3 separate regions of the Mus musculus genome follow, and regions 1 and 2 are each linked to region 3. Evidence: chromatin contacts called from public HiChIP or PLAC-seq data. All regions are on one chromosome and are shown on one strand. Each heading gives the region's core, a stretch centred on a gene start, on an enhancer-like site or on the middle of the called end of the contact. The rest is flanking DNA. Distances are from core to core; before and after follow the strand shown. Region 1 has its middle 13 kb from the start of Asph. Region 2 has its middle 56 kb from the start of Gm42252. Region 3 overlaps Gm50597 (a long non-coding RNA gene).

The links. HiChIP or PLAC-seq counts read pairs in DNA pulled down with a chosen protein or histone mark.
Region 1: a contact with region 3 is called in an H3K4me3 HiChIP or PLAC-seq map of bone marrow-derived macrophages, with 5 times the contacts expected there. The contact joins two enhancer-like sites. A contact is called at or near these places in 11 of 39 promoter capture datasets (the 3T3-L1 cell line, the C10 cell line, the SN4741 cell line and 8 more), 6 of 484 Hi-C or Micro-C datasets (embryonic stem cells, erythroblasts, granulosa cells and 3 more) and 6 of 115 datasets of contacts at active chromatin or transcription factors (bone marrow-derived macrophages, craniofacial prominence, embryonic basal ganglia and 3 more).
Region 2: a FOXA1 HiChIP or PLAC-seq map of pancreatic cancer cells shows a contact between it and region 3. The contact joins two enhancer-like sites. A contact is called at or near these places in 1 of 39 promoter capture datasets (hippocampal neurons) and 1 of 115 datasets of contacts at active chromatin or transcription factors (pancreatic cancer cells).

The regions. Positions count from the first base shown.
Region 1 is chr4:9,680,607-9,684,003 of GRCm38.p6, reverse strand. No RefSeq gene overlaps it. Among named protein-coding and RNA genes, the nearest start is that of Asph, 13 kb to the right of the region's middle. Within about 2 kb of position 1,278, at least 65 of the 459 cell types and tissues checked have an H3K27ac peak or open chromatin away from gene starts, as enhancers often do. A contact at or near this core is called in bone marrow-derived macrophages, where this site is marked.
Region 2 is chr4:8,474,137-8,477,476 of GRCm38.p6, reverse strand. No RefSeq gene overlaps it. Among named protein-coding and RNA genes, the nearest start is that of Gm42252, 56 kb to the right of the region's middle. Within about 2 kb of position 1,991, at least 8 of the 459 cell types and tissues checked have an H3K27ac peak or open chromatin away from gene starts, as enhancers often do. A contact at or near this core is called in pancreatic cancer cells, where this site is marked.
Region 3 is chr4:9,132,444-9,136,145 of GRCm38.p6, reverse strand. It overlaps Gm50597 (a long non-coding RNA gene), which reads right to left. Exons shown (of 2, transcript XR_001784233.1): 2 at 1-436. Gm34288 (a long non-coding RNA gene) reads left to right here. Exons shown (of 4, transcript XR_881105.2): 2 at 622-682. Among named protein-coding and RNA genes, the nearest start is that of Gm34288, 8.3 kb to the left of the region's middle. Within about 2 kb of position 2,240, at least 41 of the 459 cell types and tissues checked have an H3K27ac peak or open chromatin away from gene starts, as enhancers often do. A contact at or near this core is called in bone marrow-derived macrophages and pancreatic cancer cells, where this site is marked.

The sequences.
Region 1 (3,397 bases), core at 29-2,528, 550 kb before region 3:
TTAATGCAAACAGTTATGTCAGTGAGTCATTTTCTCTCCAGCTCATTTTGACTATGAGACATCAATCAGGCCTTATTATTTAGAACTTATAAATATTTATTCTTGAGACAAGTTCCTGATGTTGACAGGGTAGACTTCCTATGTACAAGCTGACACTGATATACTGCCAGGCTCTCTAGTCTTAGGATTCTGTATTGCATTGAGATGGCTTTATGAAGAAGCAAGAAAGCATGGAAAGAAAGCCTGGCCACTCAATTGCAATCTGCAACTTCTTAAAAGAGTAAACTTACACGAACATTTCTGATTTCTCCTTTGAATCTTATTTGCTCCATAATGTTTCTTAGCATATTACCTATACCACTTGTAGACATGGACTTTTAAAAATATGTATGTGTATATGAGTGCTCATGTGTTATATATCTTTAATATATATTAAATATGTATATTCACGTATTCATCTTTAATGCATGTTAAATCAGAAATTAAGATTTTTCTGGTCTTTGTAGGGCATAATGTACTTTTTTAAAGCTTCCAAGTGATTCTTGTGAAAAATTAATTTTCAGTAAAATACACTCAGTTCACTTGAATGCAATCATTGCAGCCCCATGACCAGCAAGGCATCATCTGGGCTGCTGATATTTCTAGGTTTTGATGGCCACCCATCTTGAACTCCTGGTACTTCAGTCTCGGATTTATCACCAACTAAATAATACCTGGAGTACCCATCCTCAGGGTTTGGCATTCTCTGTCTCTCTTCTTTGAGACTCATAAGTGATAAACCAGCTAAAACTGAGGAACACAAAGCCTAAAGTTCTCTCCTAGGAGAATTACATGCAGGAGGGATCTGATTTGTTAGGAGAAGACGGAATGAAGGCAGCAAGCCCATGGGAATCAGCACGAGACAGCAGACAGAGCACTGTTTCACGTTTATTGTCGCCTTGGAGGCACAGCCGGAGAGGGCTTCAGAAGACCTTTTCAAGGAAGTTCCCCAGGTCTAGAAGGCAGCAACTTCTGCTAAGGATGTAGCAAACTCAGGTCACTGAAATTTCACTTTTACTTTGTCAGCCAACATCATATGTTTTTGATGCTAGATTACATTCCCTAGAACTGTGAGCCAGGGATAAGCTCTCCCTTCCTTGAGTTGCTTTCATCAAGTATTCTGTGTCAATGAGACACTAAGCTAACGAGAACAGCTTAAGTGCGAGTTCTGCTTTAAGTGACGTTTAAGCACTAAATCACTCTTACCCTCACATGTGAAACAACGAGGTTGAGCAACATCCTCATTAGTATGCCTTTGCAAGCATGGACTCTTTGACTCATATGGTGCGCATGGGACCGTGGTGACTGAATCCCTGTCCTCAACATCTGTTGGCAAATGCAGGGGGTAGCACGCTGTGCTCTATGCTCATCTTTCTCCTTCCCAAACAGCAGGAACTCCTTAAGAACCAAGAACAGTGCTTGCAGGAAGTAGAGATTTCATTAATGTTTCCTGAGCAGACCATAAACTATACTTCTTCATTAAAGTTTATGATATTGCCAAAATTAGACCTTCTGCACAGCAACTTTATAGCATAATGTATTGTGAAGCAAAATGAAACCTTACTGTGGGCAGTAACTCACAGGGCAGTGTCTAAAACATCAACAAGTAAAGACTTGTCTTAGGTATGATTTGAGTCAGTGGATATGCTACCATTTAAAATTATAAAACACTTCTTTACATTTAGAAAGCACTTTACTGTCTGGTATACTTTATCATTAATTTTCTCATCGTTTCATAATGTGTAAAACTCAGTTCACATAAGCAAATAGTTTGATTCACTGCTGGGTCATTCTATATTTGTATTTTATGTCATGATCTCAGGGACTGTCTTCAGACACTAACTGATAATACTCAAAGTCACATCGAATACAAGAAAACTCATTCACCACTTATAATGGTTCATTTCTCCATTGCAGCGAGAAGATACCTTGGGCTGAATACCTGGATAACAAAAGTGCAAAGAGCATGGTGCTAACTCTATTGAAGGCCTGCTGCCTGACCACACTGCATCACATTATGGTGGAGAGCATCATGTGAGAATCTATAGAAGAGAAAGAGGTCACATGCTGAGACAGAAATCCAGAAAGATCAGAGCAGCTACTCTAATTGTTTCATTAACAACTCTATGGGAACAAGCTGGGGTCCAAAAGAACCCCTTCATCTCTTGAAAGGTAGTGTCTTCAATGACATAGTCACATTACATTAAACTTCACTTTTTTTTTTTTTTTTTTTTTTTTTTTTGGTTTTTCGGGACAGGGTTTCTCTGTATAGCCCTGGCTGTCCTGGAACTCACTTTGTAGACCGGGCTGGCCTCGAACTCAGAAATCTGCCTGCCTCTGCCTCCCAAGTGCTGGGATTAAAGGCATGCGCCACCATGCCTGGCTAAACGTCACATCTTAAAAGTTTCACTACACCACTCACTCTGTCTCCTGATATCACAATTACTATGGTTTGAATGGCAAATGTCCTCACATAGACTCGTGTATTTGAACACTAGCTCCCCAACTAGTTGTACTATCTGGAAAATTGTGCAACATTTAGGGGGTGGCACCTCTCTGAAGGAAGTGGGTTAATGGTGTGGGCTTTGTGGCTCTGGAGCTTGGGTCTATTTTCTGCTAACTCTCTGTTTCCTGATGGTGACCAGAATGTGACCTGCCAGCCTCCTGTTCCTGCCACCATGCTTTTCCTTCCTGTTGCCTCATCTTCCCTTCCATGACACATCTGTCTTACTTTTCTATGGCTGCAAAAAGACATCATAACCAAGGCAACTTATAAAAGAGAGCATTTGATTTTGGGCTTCTGGTTCCAGAGGGTAGCCCATTACCATCATTGCCAAGAGCATGGCAGCAGGCAGTCAGGTGTGACACTGCAGTGGTAGCTGAGAGTTTATATTTCAACCACAAGCATGAATGAGGCAGAGAGGGAGAGAGAGAGAGAGAGAGAGAGAGAGAGAGAGAGAGAGAGAGAATGAATGGAGGGAGGGAGGGAGAGAGTGGAGGGAGAGAGAGGGAGGGGGACAGACACATATACACATACATACATACACACACAGATACACACACATGCATACACATACATGCACACACACATGGAGGGGGGGGCACATTTTGAGCACAGTGTGAGGTTTTAAAACTTCAAAGCCTATCCCCAGTGAGACACCTCCTCCAATAAGGCCATACCTTCTAGCCATTTCTACCAACTAGAGAGCAATCATTCAAATATATGAGACTATGGGTTCTATTTTCATTTAAACTACCATGGCATCCCTTTGTAATTATAATCCAAGACAAACCCTTTTTCCATTAAGGTGCTTTTTCTGGATTATTACTATATCACAACAATGGAAAAAAGACCACT
Region 2 (3,340 bases), core at 742-3,241, 660 kb after region 3:
TATTTAGCTCATTTACATTTCCAATGCTATACCTAAAGTCCCCCATATCTACCCACCCCCACTCCCCTGCCCACCCACTCCCCCTTTTTGGCCCTGGTGTTCCCCTGTACTGGGGCATATAAAGTTTGCAAGTCCAATGGGCCTCTCTTTCCAGTGATGGCCGACTAGGCCATCTTTTGATATATATGCAGCTAGAGTCAAGAACTCCGGGGTACTGGTTAGTTCATAATGTTGTTCCACCTATAGGGTTGCAGATCCCTTTAGCTCCTTGGCTACTTTCTCTAGCTCCTCCATTGGGAGCCCTATGATCCATCCATTAGCTGACTGTGAGCATCCACTTCTGTGTTTGCTAGGCCCCGGCATAGTCTCACAAGAGACAGCTACATCTGGGTCCTTTCAATAAAATCTTGCTAGTTCAACCCTAATTTTATCTTTACTTTTTCTTGCTGTTTCCTGGTTTTGGACATGATGTATTCTTGCGTTTTGTTATTGTTTTTGTTTGTTTTGGTTTTTTATTTGGCTTTTAGGACTTTGAGGTTCATCATTAGGTTATTTATTTAAATGTGGGTTTTAAGGATATGTACTTAGGCCCATGAACTTGCCTCTTAGAAGCTTCTTAGTTATTCCCCAAAGTTCTTATAAATTTCTCTTTTAATTCTATTCCTTCCTGATTTCTTCAGTGACCCACAGGGTTATTCCAAAGTATATTTTTTCTGTTTCTAATTATTTGTGCATTTTCTATACTTTCTTTTGCTATCAACTTCTGGTTTATTCTACTATGACCTTATTAAAAATTACATTATTTTGACTCTTTTGTATTTGTTAATACTTGCTTTGTTGTCCAGCATGTCATTTGTTTTAGAGGCAGTTTCATGTCCTGATCAAAGAATGTGTCTTCCATATCAGTTGAATGAATATCCTGTGGTTGTCTGTTAAAATCCATTTGACATTTGCTATAGTTTTTAACTTTTAAGTTTCATCATTTTATTCGGATGTTATATCTAAACGTGAGAGTTGGGTATTGAGGTCACCCGTTGCTATTGTGTCATGATCTATCTGATTTTTTATAGCCATTAGTGTTTATTTTATCAGATTGGGAGCCCCAGAATTTTGTACATATATACTCTCAAGTGTTGTATTTCTTTTGCCTCTGCCCCAGTGTGTGTGTGTGTCTGTGTGTATAATTTTGTGTGCATGTGTGTATAAATGCACGCACATGTGTGTGTGCTTGTGTGTGTGCCTATAATACACGAACATATGTGTACAGATGCACTTACCTGTTGTATATGTGTAATACACAGTGGATGGCAGGTATCTTGTTTTTACTCTCTGCTTTATTCCTTGGAGACATGGTCTCTTATTGAACTGAGAGCTGAGCAGGTGGACGGCTAGCCCAAGCAATCCTCAAATCCCTTTTCTATTCCCCGACAACAATGGTGAAAGGCACAGACATGGTCATGCCAGGCTTTATATATGTGTACTAGAGACCCAGGTCTTCATGCTGGTCCTGCAGTTTTACCTGCTGAGTCATCTTCTCTGCCTCACAGTTGTTATATCACCCTGATGAGCCATTCACTTTAGTGCTGTGCATTGCTTCTTTGTTTCTCTTAACTAAATTTGGTTTGAAATCTACTTTATCAAACAACATGTTGGCCATACCAATCTGTTGTTTCAGCTTCCATTGGCTTGGTATGGCCAACATGTTATGACTCTCTTGACTCTATGTTTGTGAATGTCTTTGTTGGTGAAGTGTGTTTTTCCAACACAATAAATAGTTAAATTGACTTTTAGCCTACTAAGCTAGTCTGAATCTATTTATAGATGGATAGAGACCATGTTCATTTAAGGTTTTTTTTTGTTGTTGTCATTTCTTGCTTTTGAGAAAAGGTTTTGCTATGTAGCCTTGTCTGGCCTGGAACTCACTACATAGACTCACTACACAGACCAGGCTGACTCAGAATGCTCAGGGATCCAGCTGCCTCTGTCTCCCAGGTACTGTAATTAAAGGCTGTGTCACAGTGCTCAGCATATTAGGGATATCATTAGGGGATGTTTAGTAATTCCTGTAGTCCTGTTGGCTGTTTTCCAAGGTGTTGAATCATTATTTGTTCTTTGCTTTCTTCCTTGGTCATGTTTGGGTTTGCTGATTTCTTATTCTAGACACAATGAGTTCTTTCCTCACTCTCCTTTGTTAATTTAGACCTCTCATGAAGTTGGTTCTCTCCTCTGGTCTCAGGGTTGAGATTATCTGTCTTCCTCCTTTCTGTATGTTGCTCCTTAAGCATCATCTGTAGCTGTCTTAGTTAGGGTTTCTATTGCTGTGATAGAACACCATGACCAAAAAGCAAGTTGAGGAGGAAAGGGGTTTATTTGGTTTGTACTTGTACAGCACCATTCATCATAGAAGGAAGTTAGGGCAGAAACACAAATAGGGCAGGGACCTGGAGGCAGGAGCTGATGCAGAGGGCATGGAGGGATGCTGCTTACGGGCCGACTCCTCACGGCTAGCTCGGCCTACTTTCTTATAGAACCTAGGACAACCAGCCCAGGGACAGCAGTACCTACATTAGGCTGGGCCCTTCCCTATCACTAATTAAGAGAATGTCCTACAGGCTTGCCTACAGCTCTATCATAGGGGGGGCATTTTACTAATTGAGGCTTCCTCTTCTCACATGACTTTAGCTTGTGTCAAGTAGACAATAAACTACCCAGCCCAGTGCTATGACTGGCAGTGCTGGCCTTGAATACAATATCCTCATTTCTCACCAGTAAGATGGGTTTATTGTAATCTTATTAGGAAGTTATTCATTTTCAGGGCTCAAAAAAAAAAAATATATCCCATCTTTTCCAGGCCTTGAGGACTGCTGATGAGAGGTAGTCTGGTTTTATTCTGATGTGCTTTTCTTTGTATGTCTTACTATTGTTCCTTTCAAAATATATTGTTGATATATTGATTCTAGAAGTATTTTATGTTAATTATGTGTATGGGTGTTTTCCTACATGGATGTCTGTGTACCATATACACACTTAGTGCTTGGAGAAGCCAGAAGAGGGCATTAGAGCCCCTGGATCTGGAGTTACAGATGGTTGTGAAGCAGTATGTGAGTACTGGGAATCGAACCCAGGTTCTGGAAGAGCATAGTGTTAGAATGCCCCAAATATATTATCAGAGGAGAAAGGTAGTGCATGCCCTGGTACATGGGTTGTTATGGGAGTAACCAACCTCTTCTTTTGGGATTCAAGGCCCATTCCAATAGATGGAACCTGTACCTGACACTTTCAGTTGAGCCAAGAACCCAAGACTAGAGTGATAGGGAAAAAGATCTGTACACCACTAAAC
Region 3 (3,702 bases), core at 991-3,490:
ATATTTCATTTCTATCACCTGCTCATTTTAGGGCAGCCCACACATGACAGGAAGGGCTCCCCGGAGAATTGCTTAAAAGGTTAAAGCTTCCGACAAGCAGCCATCCTGAGGCTCTGCTTCCCGGCGGTCGCGCGCCCAAGTCCGCCTTCGTTGATGTCTCAATGCTGCCCTCTGCTGGCGAGTGGAGCACCGGCATAGCCTGGAAATGAGACACTGAGAAGCCACAGGAGCCCAGCGGGGCTGTGAGAAGCGTGGAACACATGAAGTTTTCTACCTCCTCCAAGGGCATCCCGACCTCTTCTGAGGGTCTTTCAACTGCTCTTTCGCCAGCATGGATTCCTCTGCCAATTTTCAAGTTGTCTGCACACCAATAATGGCGAGAAGCCATGTGTCCAAAGGCTTTCCTCCCTGAAGGACTGATGGATGTTGAAGATGCCTGACAAGGTCAAATGAGGTCAAGTTGAAAAGAGCGACAGTGCATAGGGTGGACAGGTCGGATCTGAGGATAAAATACAAACGTATGCCACCAGCCACAAGCCCCATAAAATCCTCACAATGGGAACCCAATCCCTCTACTCAGCTAGCCCAACCCACATCACTCCAGCAGTCTTTCTTTTCCAGGTTTCAATTATCTGTCCTCACCCACGTTCTGAAAATGTTACGTGGAAAGTTCCATACATAAGTAAGTTGTACGTTTTGTATTGAATGCTATTCTAAGTGGGGCAATGACACTTCACAGTATCCAGTCCCTTCCTATCTGGAATGAGAATCGAACCTTTGTTCTCTGTATCCACACTATATAGGCTACCTTCCCGTTACTCACGTGACCCTCAGCTCGCTTATTGAGGTATCACAAAGTTTGTGCTCAGTAAACCAAATTTACTTGTACAACAACCCCTTCGAGCAAGACAGGCAATGCTAGGAATTTAGGCGTGCCAAAGACAAGTTGGAAAGTGCTTTTGATAAATGGGAAGGTGCTATAATAATAAGCTTAATAAGAAAAGAACAAAACGTCTAGTAACATTGTTAAGATCTACACTTTCAGAAAGACATTTAGAAAACAAGAGAAAATGACTATTAACGTTTGTTGTAATTTTCTGTCTTACTGCTCTCGTTAACCTTTTCCTGAACCTTGTTGTAGGTTAATTTATAGATTTAACTTACTAATTTATAAGTTAAATTTTGACCTAGGTGTGTATATGTAGAAATATATTAAATATACCTAAGGATATATGTATCAGTAGGATGAATAGTTTCAGGCTTCCTCTGAGGGTCTTAGAATGTGCCCTTCATGATTAAAGGGTATACTATCTTCTCTCTGCCTCCACTGGAGCTGGCCTGGGGGAAGGTCTCAGCAACCCTCCCTCTCCATTCCATGTCCAATCATAGCCACATCTGGTAGCTGCCAGGCATCCCAGCCTTCAGTCCTGGCTTTCTCAGGCCCATCCTCCACATTATGGCAAAGAGATCTGCGTTGAACAAGTGAACTAACAGGCTGTTCTTATTATGACATTGAAGAAAGCCTTATACGTTCAACTAAACCCGGCTATTCAGTGAGTGCTTTTAAGGATTCCTCATAAACTGATTAAAATTACCAGGTGTCAACGGAGTATGGTGGTACACGTCTGTAATCCCAGAGCTTGGGTAGTAGAGGCCTGAAACTACTCAAGGTTGACACAATTTCATAGCAACTTAGAGGCCAGCCTGGGCTAGTTGTAGACCTGTCTAACAAAGAAGAAGACGGCAATTACAAGTGAAAATTTTGCCTCTGAGTTATATGAGGTCAGCCTCACCGTAAACACTCTCCAAACTCTACAAACCAGGTATTTTTCTGTTCTCGTGCCTTGTTTTGTTTTGTTTCATTTTGCTTCTGTAAGGTTTCAAGTTGTAGCCCTGGCTGTCCTGGAACCTAGTCTGTATTTCAGGCTGGCCTTGAACTCATGAAGATCTATCTATATCTGCATCCCAATGGCTGGGATTAAAGACTTGAGCCACCACACTCTTGATCTCTGTTGCTGTGATAAAGCACCAAGACCAAAAAAACTGATGAAAGAAAGGATTTATTTTGGCTTATATAGTTCCAGAGGGATATGAGTTCTTCATGGTGGAGAGGCATGGCTGCAAGTGGCTAGCATTCTGGATAGATGACATTTTCAACCATGAGCACAGACCAGAGAAAGCAAACTGTAAGTGGGGCAAGGCTATAAATACTTACCACCCGCCCCCAATGACATACTTCCTCCAGCAAGGCTACAACTCCCTAAATAGCATTGTCTACTGGGAACCAAGTGTTCAAAAATCCCAGGCTGCAGGGGAAATTCCCATTCAAAACAACAGGCCAGATTATGGTTTTCTGAGTTTCAAAAAATATGCCTGGGTCTGACTTGCTGCTGTTGGTAACGCTGCCTTGCATGGAGCTGGCCCTCTCTTGCCTCACATATTAGTTTGTCTTTCAGGACTCAGACTTTCCCCCAAGCATCTTCTCTACTAGTCCCACTGATTTAGACGTCTATTCTGCATGTCCCAAATACCCCTTTCTTCGTTATAACTCTACGGAGCTGCTTAATAGTCTGTTTATGTGTCCATCTGCTCTCCTCCTCTGAGCTGCTTGCATGTCAGCACCATCTGATTCACCTTCATAGCTCCTGGAACTAGCACGGAACATGAGTCATACTTGAGTAATCCCTACATCTTCATCACTAGAGTAAATAAAGGCAGGGGGAGACGTCTCATTGCAGGAAGTCTCAGATGTGCCTACTAGCCCCGGCCGTCTGCTTCCACCTGCCAGCTAAAGCTTGCTGGGCTCCACTGGGAGTTGGAAGGGGCAAAGCAATTAAACTTGGAAGTCTCTGGCCTGTCAGGTTCACCTAGAGCATCAGACTTTAATTAGATGGCAAGGTAGCACTGAGCTTAGCCCTGAAAAGGGAGGCTATCATTGGAGGAGAGGGGGAAAGCAATTCCAGAGGCTCGGGAACGTGGCAGAGATCCAGGCTGACAGGTCGGCAACACTGAAGACCCAGGAGGGCCACATCAGTGCACTGGGCACACAACGAAAGGATATTGCCGAAGTTAATAGACAGCTCAGGAAAAGGAAAACTTAACTGTGGATTTTGTGTGCTAACGTCTTACATTCTGCTTCAGACTCATTTTGTTGCTAGGACAGAATAGGACAGAGTGGGTAATTGATAAACAGGAAAAAATCATTTCTTGAAGTTATAGAAGCTAGAATTCCAATGTAAATGTGCCAGCATTTGGCAAGGGGCTGTCTTGCTTCCAACGTGGTAGAGGAACTCACAACACCAAAGAGCGCAATAGTGCTCACTGGAAGATCTTCCCAGCTGACACGGTCCAGCACAGGATCCTTCCTTTTGTCCCCCACCCCCACCCCCGCCCCAAGGCCGCACACCTAAAGGCTATCCACATGTGAATTTAGGATGTGAGTTTCCAACAGTGGATCTTTGGAAGGCAAGGTCCAGCTAGCATGTATCCCTTCTAAGGCCTCGGGACGAAGTAGAAAGACAGGCAGCGTCTAAGTGTGGACACAGCGAGAGGCTCAGATGAATCTCATCCTGTGTCTGAGGCCCCGCCCCTGAGAACACACCCACACCCAAGACTCAAACTCAGCCTCTGATGTCCCTGCTCTCCCTTCTTGTGTTTCTTCACTAGAAAGCTTCCTCTGCTGTGAAAAGAGATCCAAAGACA